Regions from separate parts of the Zea mays genome. Here all the other regions are linked to region 3. The links are chromatin contacts, called in public Hi-C maps. All regions are on one chromosome and are shown on one strand. The core of a region is the stretch at or near the end of the contact, and the rest is flanking DNA. Distances in the headings are between cores, read along the strand shown.

Region 1 (3,427 bases), core at 876-3,375, 250 kb before region 3:
CCAGACCAGCTCAGCAGCTCTCGATGGGTCAATCGTTTTTTTTTACTGGCGATGATGGATCGCTATTAGTCTCTGTGGTCTGTACTTGTCATCGCTGCCATGGCAAATCACCTTTTTCAGAAAGGGAGAGAAGAGTAGTAGTCTTATTTGCTAAATGCTAGCTATCTCTCCGTTGCTCTGCGACAGGCCGGGCACATGTTAACCTTGTCCGTAAACGTCAAATTCCTACTGTTTATGTCCCCCCCAATTGGCAGGTGTTCCAATATGGCTCATCATCCTGGATGCGTGCAGGATGACGACTCGTTCAGAAAGAGCAAGCGTTTTTTGCGAGTGTGTGCATGCATGCAGTGCAGGTTTTTTTTTTACTGTGCGTAGTATACTCCATGCATGCATGCTGTTGACTGTTGTGGGTTTAGTTTAGGTAAACACATCTCATCGATGGATCCACGTTTGTATATGGCGTGCGTACCCTCCAGCTAGCGTTTCAGAGCAGCTACTGGAAAACAATTTGGTGCAGCCGGCTGTAAACCAGAATTTTTGTAGCCCCTCACAAAAAAGGAGGATTGACCCCACATGCAGGTCCACCAGATAACGTTTTAGTTGTGTTATTGCTGCTGCGAGTGAGTCAATTCTTTTTTTTTTGTAAGGGGCTGCAAACATTCTGGTTTATAGTCGGCTGCACCAAATTTTTTTTCCAGCTACTGATCCGATGGATCGACCGGATCCTGCAAGCAAGAGCGAGCCCCGGCCATCAGTGCGTTTTTCCATTCAGAGTTGGGGAGACTACTCTTGCAGTCAGGCAAAGCAAGTTCTTCCAAGAAGAAAGGGCTAGCTAACCACAACTTTGCCAAAGACACAAGCAAAGGCATGGAACACAGCACCTGTGAACAGAACAGGACAGACGGCCGGTGAAACTCTTCAGTTGCTTGGTGGTGGGCCTTTTGTTCGTATACGTGTTGAGATACAAATTTAGCTACCTCAAAAAATGAACATGGACGTTCAAATAGAGCAGATTGCACTGGATAGCATGAGTAGATAGAGAGATACAGAGCATAATACATATGCTAGATTCGTCAATATACTTGTACTATATGTACATTGTTTTTGAGCATGCTGTCCATGCATGATATATATATAGATGTAGATAGATAAATGATAGTACAATCGAGACCGTATATATGGAATGGCTTAGGCGCTTCGCTATATATAGATTCAAGATTAGTTATTGCATGAATTATATATAGAGGCCAGCTATATATACACATACGTATTCTAGTCAGAGCTCAAAGCACCAGCTGCTGATCCAAGAGAAGGCTACCCGCTAGCTAGCAAATTCTAACACGACTTGCGCCGGATCGGCCTGAGAATGAGATGAATTGGACGGACGTACGCGCGCCAGATATATGCTGCATGCACCAACTAATCAACAAGCTAAGCATGCAAAGCATCTGCTCAGAGCTTGAGCGACAAGTCGATCTCCTCCCCGCTCTGGCCATGGCCGTGGCCGAGGCCGAGGCGGCCGCAGCCACCATCAGCGGCGGCCGCAGTGTCTGCACCCCAGCCCATCGCGAAGCCCGGTGGCGCCGCCTGCTGCGCCATGGCGTCCTCCTCCCTCGCGAGCCTCGTGGCGCCGTAGTACGCGGTCGGCACGAGCCCGCTCCTTCTGTTGCTTTCCGGCGCGGCAGCATGGAAGGCTACGGCCGGGGCCGGTGGTGGCGGGGACGACGGTGGAGGCGCGGCGAGGATGTCCCGGCTGCGCTTGGCGAGGGTGCGCTCGAGCTTGTGCGCGTTCTGGTGTCCGCCCAGCGCCTGCGAGCTGCAGAACTTGCGGTGGCAGTAGTTGCAGGCGAAGGCCTCCCCCGGGCGGTGGTCGGCAGCGAAGGGCGGCGCGGGCACGGGCACCGCGGCGGAGCGATGGAGCGGAGATGGGTCCAGGCGCAGGTCGAGGCTGACGCCATGAGCGTGTGACGTCGGCGCGTTCTCCATCGATCGAAGGGGGAAAAAATCGAACCTTTTTTTGTTGTTGTTTCACGAGTGCGAGAAGAAGTGACGAGGCCACGAGGGAGGAGAGAGCGTGTGTTTGCAGGGTAGGGTAGAAGCCAAGCCAAGGCCCAAGAGGGCGACTGGGCGAGAATGCAGTGGCTTGGGCGGGGTATATAAAGAGGGTGCCGCCGTGCCGGAACTGGATGGCCAGTACGCTGCCCGGAAGCAGGGCCGTCCCTGTGGGGGTGCCAAGGGTGCGGCCGCACCGGGCCCCCAAAAATAGAGGGCCCCGTAGCCACTGTACGGTAGTATTTTTTCCTATTAAACTTATCTATTATAGACACAAATACGTAAAGTGTGATGCGTTATCGAGCTATCAACTAGTCTCGTTTATATTCTTAAACTGTCTCAATTACTTATCCAATACCCATCCGTTTCAAAATAGTATTTGTTTTAGTTCTTAATTTTTATGTTTATATTGATGATGATAAATCCACTAAAGAAGCAAAACAAATTCTATTTTGATATAGGGAGAGTATTATAAACTATACATATGATGGTTGCTTTGGCAGAGAGAAGCTTTTTAAAATTGAAATATTTTTGTGAACTATTTTTGATCAACAATAACTCAAGAGATGTTAAATGGCTTGGTGATTCTATATATCGAAAAAAGTTGTTGGATGAGATTGATCTCAATGATAGAAGAGATGACTTTGTATCACAAAATGTTAAAAGATATTTTTAATAATATGAGATAACAAGTGTTTTTGCTATATTTTACATTTGTTATCTTGTAAACTTTAAAATAGTGCATAATAATTTTTATATATTAAATATTTGATAATATATATAATTATATATATATGTGGATGGGCCTCGATATCGGATTTCGCACCGGGCCCCTGAAAAGTCAGGAACGGCCCTGCCCGGAAGCCCGGGATATGCGCGTCTTCTGCGACTATTTTTTTTTCTATACTAGAAAAATTGGAGGAGAATATGTAACTCTCAGATGTTGTCTCATAAATATATAAGGTTATATATAGCACAAAATGGTCATGCACCTTTGATTCTGGTGGGTTTGGAGATGTCTCTCCTAATCTAGATAATGATGTTATCTCTATCTTCTAATCTCGCCAGTGTTGTTATCTATTATATAAATCATTTTCATGTGCATCTCTATATATATACAAGAATAAAATTCAAGAGAGCCTCGTTTTGCGCCACTTCAACGTATATCAAACAAAGAAAAAATTTTAATTACCCATCACACAACCTTCTTCCTCAATCCTCATCTTCCTCCTTTCATGTGGGACGCCACTCTTTCCATCACCATGGCACCGATCCTCACACACCAATTCGTCATGATTTGACTGGTTGAATTCAATTTTTTCTCCTATAGCGTGCTTAGCTTCGTATCTGTGGTGGAGTATTGTGTCTCTAATGT
Region 2 (3,045 bases), core at 338-2,837, 200 kb before region 3:
ATGTAGGGTGGTCTGATTAATATAGGGCTATTATTATTTTAGTTGCATTATTCATATTATCAACTGCAATGTTGGCTCGTCCCAAACAATTTCAGCACATTTATGGTAAAAAAAAAAACAATTTCAGCACATGCATCACTAATTGATGGACTAGGGTAGTTTCATTTTGGCTGTTGGCTTCTCTTGCAACTTTATGGTAGTCTGATTAATAAGGTTACAGTTTTAGGTTATCTTCCTTTAACAAGTTTATTCTCTTATACTAACGACATCTTGTCCACTATAGACATGATTTCCTGATTACTGAAGGGGCAGTATATAATATAAAGATTGCAGAATTTGTTGCTTTTGTATTTGCTCTGTCCTGTTTCCGGACTGTTTCATTCTTCGCACATAACTTCTTGTATTTAATGTGTTGTTTTATTATTATTTCTCAGTATGGTATGGCTGGTGGGCATCCACATAGGAGCCATCCCCAAATGCTGACTGACCAAAGTATGTATCCCTTTCCCTTTTTAAGACTTTTCAAGTTAGCACTATCAAATGGATAAAAAAAAATGTTATGTGCCATGGATTTGAGACATCATATTTGTCTATCAATTGTTTTGGTGGCTTTACTGGCTTATTTGGTAGAAACCTGCTCCTCAATATTAGAAATATGTGTACGCATTGCAGAGGCAAACCCTTTTGAGTCGCATAAATCTAGATACCTGATCCGATCACAATTCAAAAGGACAAAATATATTGGAATTTACCATAATGCGGAAGTAGGATGTCATTACAAAAAAACACAAGAATTCAGTAACTAGGGAAAGTTAAGAGCACTTTCCACTATGGACAAAATATCAGTGCTGGATGAAAAGTGTCCTTTGATTTTAAATCATCATTGGTCTATTTTACTTTGTGCCAAAAAATGATCGTATCAAGTTTGTATTACTGAACTCTGCTGTTTTCTGCCGCAGTGTTCGGTATGGGAGCCACAAATAGCAGCATGATGGGAATGCAGCAGCAGCAGCAAGGGCTATACGGGAACATGCAGGCAGGTGCACAGAACGTGCCACAGGGTATGGCGGGCCTTCAGAACCAGACCCAGAATCCCAACTTCACTCAGCAGAGGCAACAAAACCAACAATGATTTAACACTAACGTTCACGGAGGTTGAAAGATGAGCAATATATCCGTCGTTTTGCTGCTTGTCTGTTGGTCTTTACTCAGCTTATCTGTGAGACTGATAGTAGCCCCAGGTTAGCCTTCGTTTTGCTGTAAATCATTAGCGAGATGCAGGTCAATTATAATTATATACGTTGTAACTGTGTTTCGGATATGTCTAATATGTTTTGTTGGAATCGTGTTACGCGCGTTCCTTTTATTTATAATTAAGCCTCGCAGCAAGGCCGGCAATCGAATTGCATACGGCTAGACGGGTGGGTAGTTCACCAGGATGAAAATCGGTCATCAGGTGGACCCTAGAATTATTTGAGGAACTCACAGATGTACTGTAATATGTATTCCCTGTTGTCTTTCTGGATAAATATCCCAAGATGTTATTACGTCTTTCATGCTTGCAATCATGAGGCCCCATTGCTTGCATGCAACTCGAAAACGCCGATGATAAAGCTAAGAGCAAGATCACCGCCTGCATCAGTCTCTTATCGTACAGGGCAACCGTGAACGGCGATACCAAGGTGCCGTCTCCACACCTCGCTGTACGTCGTCGATGCTGTACACTGTAAATTCGTGAGGTGGGTGAGGAGGATTGGCGCCGCTCCTCTCACCGGCAGCCGGCGGGCGGCTGCTTGTGGCGGTTGAAGAGGGTGGCGAGTGCATATATGATATATCGCCAGGGCATCAGGCATCAGCAACAAGGTAGGCGAGCCATACGCACAACTGGAGACACCTGCAGGGTGCACAAATAATTCTTTTGTAAATTGAGTAATATTTATTATATACCACAATAAAATTTATGAGTTTTTTTTTTAAATAGTGCACCATCTTTATTGTTGCGCATCAGCGAGCGAGCAGTTGAAGGGAGACGAGCTGCGAGAAGAGGCTAGCCAGGACACAAGGATGCGGAGCTGCCACTCTTCCCACCGTTGCACAGCACCCGAGAGATCCACGGACACACTATGAGACTGTTTGGTTGGCTACCTAACTCGCCACATTTTACTTAACTTTTCTATCCAAGGTTAGTTTTTCAATTCGAACGACTAACTTTAAGTAAAGTGTGGCGTAGTTAGCCACGAACCAAAAATGCTCTATATTTGCCAGACTCGCAGGCGTTTAATACCAGATTTATTTTAGTTTATTTAACTCATACTCCATGCATGTAGCGGTCATATATATGTATATCAATTAAGTTCATAATTGTTTATAAGAAATACTTGTCAAGCTTGTGAAGTGTATTAAAAACAATCTAGTTCAAGCGCGTGCGACACACGGATAATTTCCAAAGTGCATGGCCTTGTATCCCGCCAATCGACAAGATCTTCAAAACTGCACGCAGAAGGACAATGAAAGAAGGTATCGTATCACTACTATAAGCACTTTGTTGAAATTCGCTCTAGCGAATGGATTTCATTAGAGGCAAGAATACTCACCCTATAACACATAATATACAATATAATTTAAAGGTAGGGCAATACACAACACATGATGTAGGATATTACACTATCACAATCGCAATCAGGCTCTTTGCCGAGCGCCAAATGATTTACCGAGCGTTTTTTTTCGAACACTCGATAAAAAATTCTTTACCGAGTGCAAAACAAAAAATACTCGGCAAATGTTTCTTTGCCGAGTGTTTTTTTTAACACTAGACAAAGACAATTTAAAAATCTCATTTTGAAGTAGTAAATTAATTCAAATAAAAAGTTTTCAACTACAAATTTTTATAACTCATCAAGATGTATAATTATATTTTGGTTATTTCTTTATATGATAAAATAAAAGTAAATTTGTTAATAAAAACTATATCTCTCTCTAGTTTATAAAACTAAAAAAGAGATGCATAAGATTTGTGAATAATGTTAGAACCAACATATGGAATGA
Region 3 (3,451 bases), core at 391-2,890:
GAATTAGATTTGTTACAAAAAAATCTGGAACCTAAACCAAATAGGTACAACAACATAATAGGTTTATGAAAATATATAGATTCATTCAGTTTAATTCAGAATCACCTCGTACCCAGGTTTTCTAGGTTCCTATCATCCATATTATAAGCGAACATGCTCTTACATAATCTATAATTGATAGTTGCCCAACCAAATATATTTCAGCTTTCCCAAAATCGTTAGCTCATAACAACTTTCTCACAACTCACATCTAGAATCAAATTTTCAAAAATTTACAACTGAACCAAATTGACCCTATTTGTTGTTGCCACCAAGCTAATAGGGCCAACTCACAAACCACAACCATGGCCCATGGATGGGCCTTACCGTTGCTGCTGCAAGTGACGATACGACATTACTTGCTTACCACCATATGACGTGGAGGTAAGGCTACCCTAATCGAATATGAGGATCAGAGGAGATTGAGTGGGATTAAATCGCTTTCTATTCAATTTTGACTATAAAAAGATTTAATCCCCTCCACCCCTTGAATCCTTCCTCAACCGAATAGCCCTAAAGGGTGTTGTACTCTTTGGGATAATTTGGGAGTCTAAAAACCGGAGGGGGTTAGAGGAGCTAAAATCACCTTCTTATTCAAAATTGAATAAGGAAGGGATTTTAGCCCCTCCAGTACCCTCCGGTTTTGTGGCTCCGAAACTAGCCGTAGATGGAGGAGGTTCCCTCCTCTATCCTGTTCCCCTCTAGTAGCGTCCTTTAAAGCATTCTCTAAATATAGAGATCATTCCTTCGTCTTCTATATATAGAGATTCTCTCTTGTACTTTATCAATTTAATACTTTAAACAACAGATTAAGCAAAACTAGAATATGTATTAAACATTCAAAGATATGGCAAATACATATGTATAAAAATTTAAAATAAAATATGCCTCTAATATAGGTATTTATGTATAGAGAACAATATTTAGAGGACCCTACTGGAGTGAAATGATATATAGAGAAGGGAACTTTTATAGGAAGTTGTAAGAATATAGAGAACACTGTTGGAGACAGTGGGTCCAGCGCCATCCCAACCAGTGGTAGTACTATTCACATGGCTAGTTATGAGTTAGACTAAGATCCTGTTTGGAACAACTTATTTCATAACTTATTTATAGATTTAAGCATAAGTTGTACCAAATAGTAGGCTTCTGCAACAACTTATCACTTCAGTTGCTTCTCAAAATAAACAGAAGATGATTTCTAACAAGCAGTAAATATACCAAACAGGGCCTTAAAATTAGATTAAATTAGTTGTGGTTAGTTAGTTGACTAACAACAAGTTAAATACCTATATAAAGTATATTAGCTCTTTTGTTTCGATGTATGAGATAGTTTTGGGATAATTTTTAACTACCAAGCAAATAACCATTGGATAATGTTATATTTGAAAAAAAAGAAATATAGAAAAGGACTGAGAGATGGGGCACAAGGCTTTCAGCCCAAGCTTCGGCCCAGTTTGCCAGCCGACTACCTGACGGCCCAGCAGCATATGTAGGACCAACTTTCGCAAACAGGCCGCGACACATCGCTCCCGCCTCCACTCATCGGCACTTTCGTCTTTACCGGAACCCTATAGGCGGAGCAGAAGTGAGCCTCCACCTCCACCCGCCGCCGCCATGGCTCTCCGTCGTGTCACCCCGCAGAGGAGACCCGTTCTCCCCCTCCCCCGTGCCTTCTTCTCCTCGTGCCCCCCGTTCACTCCGCCCCCGTCCCCGGCGAACGACCCCGACGACGACCATTCCCCGTCCTCCTCTCCGCCCCCCAACCCCGGCGCGCCGCGGAATCCGTCATCCTCGCTTTTCCAGGACATCAAGGATCGCCTCCGCTTGTCTCCCACGTCGTCCCCTCCGCGCCGGAATCCATCGAACTTGCTCCGTCCCAACCCCGCGCGTGGTCCTCCTTCGAAACCGTCCCTTGAAGAGGTTCGCCGGATGCTCGATGACTTCCGCCCAACCGTCGGCGCGCCCTCCCCCTCCGCACCCGGAGTCGCCCCCTCCTTTTTGGACATAATCAAGAGGAGCAGCGTCGCCCAGGGTGCCAACGCTGGGCAGGGGGTGACCGGCTTCGATTCCGTCCGAGAGAGTCTCAAGCGCTCCCCGCTGCGGACACCGCATCCTCCGTCGACGCCGTTTCTGACTCTTTCGCAGAGCAACATCTTCAGCCCGGAGTTACAGAGGAAGTTTAAGGCTGTAGATGCGCGGAAGGATGGGAAGGAATCTAACGTGGCGCTTTCGAGGCTCTACAGCTACGAAGAGCTTGGGAAGAAGCTAGGCGAGCTCCGGCCAGCGGTTGGGGCCAAAGACGGTAAGGAGTGGTTCTCTCTTAAGGAGCTGCAGGGGCGGATCGCCAAGCTGGCGGAGTTGGAGAAGCAGGAAAACCAGTTGTCAGGGTCTCTCTGGGAAATCAAGAATTGCATTGGGAACCTGAATCATAAACCAGAAAACGCCACTCAGCGGGTAAACATTCATGCACTGCTGAACCTTCGCGGTCAGCCGACGCCAGACTACATGAGTCAGCCTCCGCAGGAGGAGTTGTTAGAGAAGGTGAGTTTGTCCTTTTATTTCCCTGGTCATTTAAGTATTCCGTAGGGTATTTACATCTTAGGATGTGATTTACTACTGCTGATCCAAGTTGTTATCTTCAGTACTTCCATCCAGATCATATGTCATCCGAAGAGACGATGAAATTGGAGCTCCAAAGGGTGAGGGATGAGTTCAAGATGTCCGAGAATGACTGTGGGTCTGCACGAGTTCAAAGTAAACACTTTATTCTGTTCTTGAGTTCGAAGTAAACACTTTACCCTCCGCTTCAAAGTAAACACGAGTTCAAGCATGTGTTTTACTTGTGAAAGATGTAGTCACATTTATGCAGAAATTAGGATAGCGATCAAGCAGGTGTTCTGATTGTCGAAGTCACAAATGACAGTTGCTGGTCCAATAGGAACCTGAGGCTGTAGCGGTCAGTGCAGATGAGGAAGCAGGGAACCTAAAGGTACGACCACCAATGTCGCACGGCCTGAACCAGGCCGATGAGTTGACGCTCATATGCCATTAGCTTATGGTGATGGGCGGCGAAGGGCCGACTGAAGAAGGCCAAGGGACTGCCCCCTTGTTGGAGAACAACATCGAAACCCGCAACTAAAGTGTCACAGTCGATGATAAACTATAGGTCGAACCGTCGAAGTCTGGCATTTGTAGGACCAACCTTGTGGAGAGAGGGCGCGTTTCAGTGTCGTGTGCCTCTGTAACCTCAGGTGTCTAGGCGAAGGCATCCTTGCACAACAACTGTGTCATGGGCACAACGATCGTGCGTAGTCCCAGATGAACTTGCAGTAGTAGTCGGCTAGTCCCAGGAAGCCACACACACCCGAGGCGAGCAGGGCTCTGGCCATGACAAGACAACATCCACCTT
Region 4 (2,979 bases), core at 188-2,687, 150 kb after region 3:
CCAAACACTACCTAAGTGGGCAGCAGGATGGCACCCAGTAGAGACAAGTTAGGGAGGGTCTGCCTTGAACTTAGACAAATTACAAGAAACAGTACAAGATGGTTAGCCCTTATATTCTACATATCGCTTACATTCTGATTGTTCATTATGTAGCTCACTGGCACCAGGAAGACCTACATGCTTTCCCTGAGAAATGAATTTGCAGCATCTCAGTCCCCTATCTCCTCCATCATCCCATATATTCATTAGCTATCTAGAGAACATGCATCATGGCTATCAGAGAATTTCAGTGGAGTTACTTATAGACACTATTTGATCCGTTAGAACACCTGTCATGCATACCTGGCTAATATATGCATGTCAGCAAGTTGTCCAAATGGAAACAAGCACACTCATCACAATTTAGCCACAGATAGTTTCAGTACAGACAGAAAATATCAGAAGTTCAAAAGAAACCATTGTAGCCAGCCACTTCAATGAAGTAGCATCATATTCTGAAAGTGCATTTAGGGATGCAAGCAGGTACCCAATGGTGCTTTGGGGTTCAGGTAATTAATTATTAATTACGTGGTATGACATTTTAGTTCATTTCACCCCCCTAAAAAAATTAGGTGGCAGGCCGTTTTAGTTCATTCTAGCAAGTTTTGGGTCAACCCAATCCCAATGACCGAAAATAAGTGGAACTTGCATCCTCTGCATTAAATAGCAATACTAGATCAAGGATTCAAGGGGCACTTCCAACAGGATCACAAGAAATGGCACTCACGGGTTTGGAATTTACAGCAACAGTACCCTATTAACGAGCTGTCCTTCACATCCGCGTTCGAACTATGTGTTATACAGAATGGATAGGCTATTCCTAGTTCCAAAGACAAGAAGTCTCACTACCAAGAACTCCATAAATATTGAGACGTTCGCCGCAGATCTAATATCTAGGGTAGAGCAAGCATCAGCTCAAATCCTCAAAACCATGTACGACAACGAGAAGTCGCAGGGTCAGAGTCTGGGTGATGGGGATACACATGCATACCTCGAGCTCTGCGGACTTCATAGCGATGGGGATGCAGATGAGGAAGACGCCGAACATGGCGATGGCGGTGTTACGGCGCCAGTGGACGGGGCGGCAGTACGGGCCGCCCGTCATGCTCCATACCTTCTGGCGGAAGTCGCCGCCGGCGTGCCCACCGCCATGGTCACCGCCCATCGCCGCCGCAGCCTTCGATTCGATCAGATCGGGGGTGAGGTTCGATGCGGGGGGTGAAAGCAGAGCAGTGATTCGTGCGAACGGGCCTATCGCGATGGGGAATTGGCTGTGCAGTGGACGGGGTGTTTGCACAAGAGACCCTGCTGATTGCACTAATTATATTCCAACACTAGATTTTGCGAAATTTTGAGGTTCTGCTAAGGGTATGTACAGTGGAGAGACATCAAAACGGTTCTCCAAGTACAAGAGACAACTAAGAGACTCTATTATACAATGAAGTGTCTATAAATGTAGTCTGTTAATAAATACAGAATTAAATGCATTTGTACAACATCAGATCGATAGAACAGACGACAAATTCGTACAGTGGAAAGTGAGGCGTCTGTTGCTACTTGGTTTACGAGCCATAGGCGTCTCTTCACGGAGAGACGGCTCTAAGATTTTTTTGCAAATACCCCCTTAAAACACCTTAAGAGCCTCCACATTAAACACCATTGTACATGCCCTAAGTAACCACGTAGGGCGTAATTGGTTGCCCGCACCGTTTTTTTAATTTAGCCTTTTTTTAGTTTTATTTTCATAAATACGTCTTTTTCAGTTTTATTTTTAAAAATAGACTCCTAGCTCAGCGTCATCACTATTGGCGCCGAGCTAGAACGTGTCGGTGCCAATTAAATTGAAGCTACCTGTTACTGATGTGGCGATAGGTCGGCGTCATGGATCTTGGCGTCGATGTCTCATATACCAGGGTCCACTCCATTCAACGTCGACGCCTGCCCCATCCAGCCCAGCCCATGCTCGCCACCCGCACGCCGCCCGTCCGCCCTCCCGCGCGCCGCCCGCCCAGCCCCGCGCGCCTCCTGATCGGCCGCCACCACCCTGCGCCGGCCGCCACCCCAAGTCGGTCGCCCACCGCCCCCGCGTCGCCCGCCCGCCACCACCTGCCAGCCCCAAGCCGCCCGCCCACGCCCGCCGTTCGCCGCCCACGCCCGCCGCCCACAGCCGCCGCTCGCCTCCCGGTCTCCGGTCGGCCACGGTCTCCACCGCCCGGTAACCCGCTCTCCATGTACTTATTGATTTGTAGTTATTATTGGTAAATCGTTAATAGTGGGTAAATCGTATGGGGATAAGTGTCATGATCCTCAGACTTGTCAATCTTGCAAGGATCACCACAAAAACACATAGACACAGAAACACTAGTTGGCAAAGGAAGCGGGTCGAAGGCAGTTCCGATCAATGGACCCTTCCTAAATTTTAATAAGTTATTCACAAATATTAGTTATTACTATTGGGGCGAAGGCGAACACGCTACCCTTCGCTCTACGACTTCGTCCCCGTCTTGCACAGACGAAGGCTGAATCCACAGAACCCGCCAAGGCAGGCCGAGGGTGCCAATCGGACGGAGGCCTGTTCGACCCCCTTCGCCCACACGAGACGAGATGAAGGCCTAGCCGAAGTCTACGGACCTCCTGTTCCCTCACCACCAGGGGAGGCCCATGTGCGATTCGGCCCATAGAGATGGCCCCCGCGTGGATAGGAGTAATAAGGGTCGTGTATGTAATAAAGTTTATCGTAATGACTGTCTATAACCTCCCTTAGTGGGAATATTTCGGGGATAAGCCGGGTACTCGAGGGTCTAAATGTCTTTGACAGGGACAGGCAGCCCCTCGAGTACCTATAAATATCCCCGTACAGTGCCTAGGCCTGGAGAGATTAACGAAGCTTTTGGCATTCCATGCTAAACTTTGCAAATACTCTTTTCACTTTCCCGTTGG

The links. A called contact is a pair of places that touch in the nucleus more often than the background predicts.
Region 1: a contact with region 3 is called in a Hi-C map of leaf, with 7 times the contacts expected there. The contact joins the promoter of LOC100282331 here to the promoter of LOC100273039 in region 3. A contact is called at or near these places in 2 of 25 Hi-C or Micro-C datasets (leaf and tassel).
Region 2: a contact with region 3 is called in a Hi-C map of leaf, with 5 times the contacts expected there. The contact joins the promoter of LOC103634279 here to the promoter of LOC100273039 in region 3. A contact is called at or near these places in 2 of 25 Hi-C or Micro-C datasets (ear and leaf).
Region 4: a Hi-C map of leaf shows a contact between it and region 3, with 6 times the contacts expected there. The contact joins the promoter of LOC100303970 here to the promoter of LOC100273039 in region 3. A contact is called at or near these places in 2 of 25 Hi-C or Micro-C datasets (leaf and tassel).

Annotation. Positions count from the first base shown.
Region 1 is chr7:151,851,341-151,854,767 of Zm-B73-REFERENCE-NAM-5.0, reverse strand. LOC100282331 (zinc finger protein 2) reads right to left here and starts at 2,125. Exons shown (of 1, transcript NM_001155243.2): 1 at 1,222-2,125. The coding sequence starts at 1,986. The coding sequence ends at 1,453.
Region 2 is chr7:151,792,769-151,795,813 of Zm-B73-REFERENCE-NAM-5.0, reverse strand. It overlaps LOC103634279 (putative methyltransferase At1g22800, mitochondrial), which reads left to right and starts at 1,587. Exons shown (of 12, transcript XM_035961250.1): 1 at 1,587-1,703. The coding sequence starts at 1,587. LOC103633122 (mediator of RNA polymerase II transcription subunit 8) reads left to right here. Exons shown (of 12, transcript XM_008654800.4): 11 at 435-492; 12 at 960-1,552. The coding sequence ends at 1,132.
Region 3 is chr7:151,597,228-151,600,678 of Zm-B73-REFERENCE-NAM-5.0, reverse strand. LOC100273039 (S15/NS1 RNA-binding protein) reads left to right here and starts at 1,640. Exons shown (of 4, transcript NM_001147488.1): 1 at 1,640-2,583; 2 at 2,685-2,796. The coding sequence starts at 1,657.
Region 4 is chr7:151,450,451-151,453,429 of Zm-B73-REFERENCE-NAM-5.0, reverse strand. LOC100303970 reads right to left here and starts at 1,437. Exons shown (of 2, transcript XM_008654797.3): 1 at 1,031-1,437. The coding sequence starts at 1,204.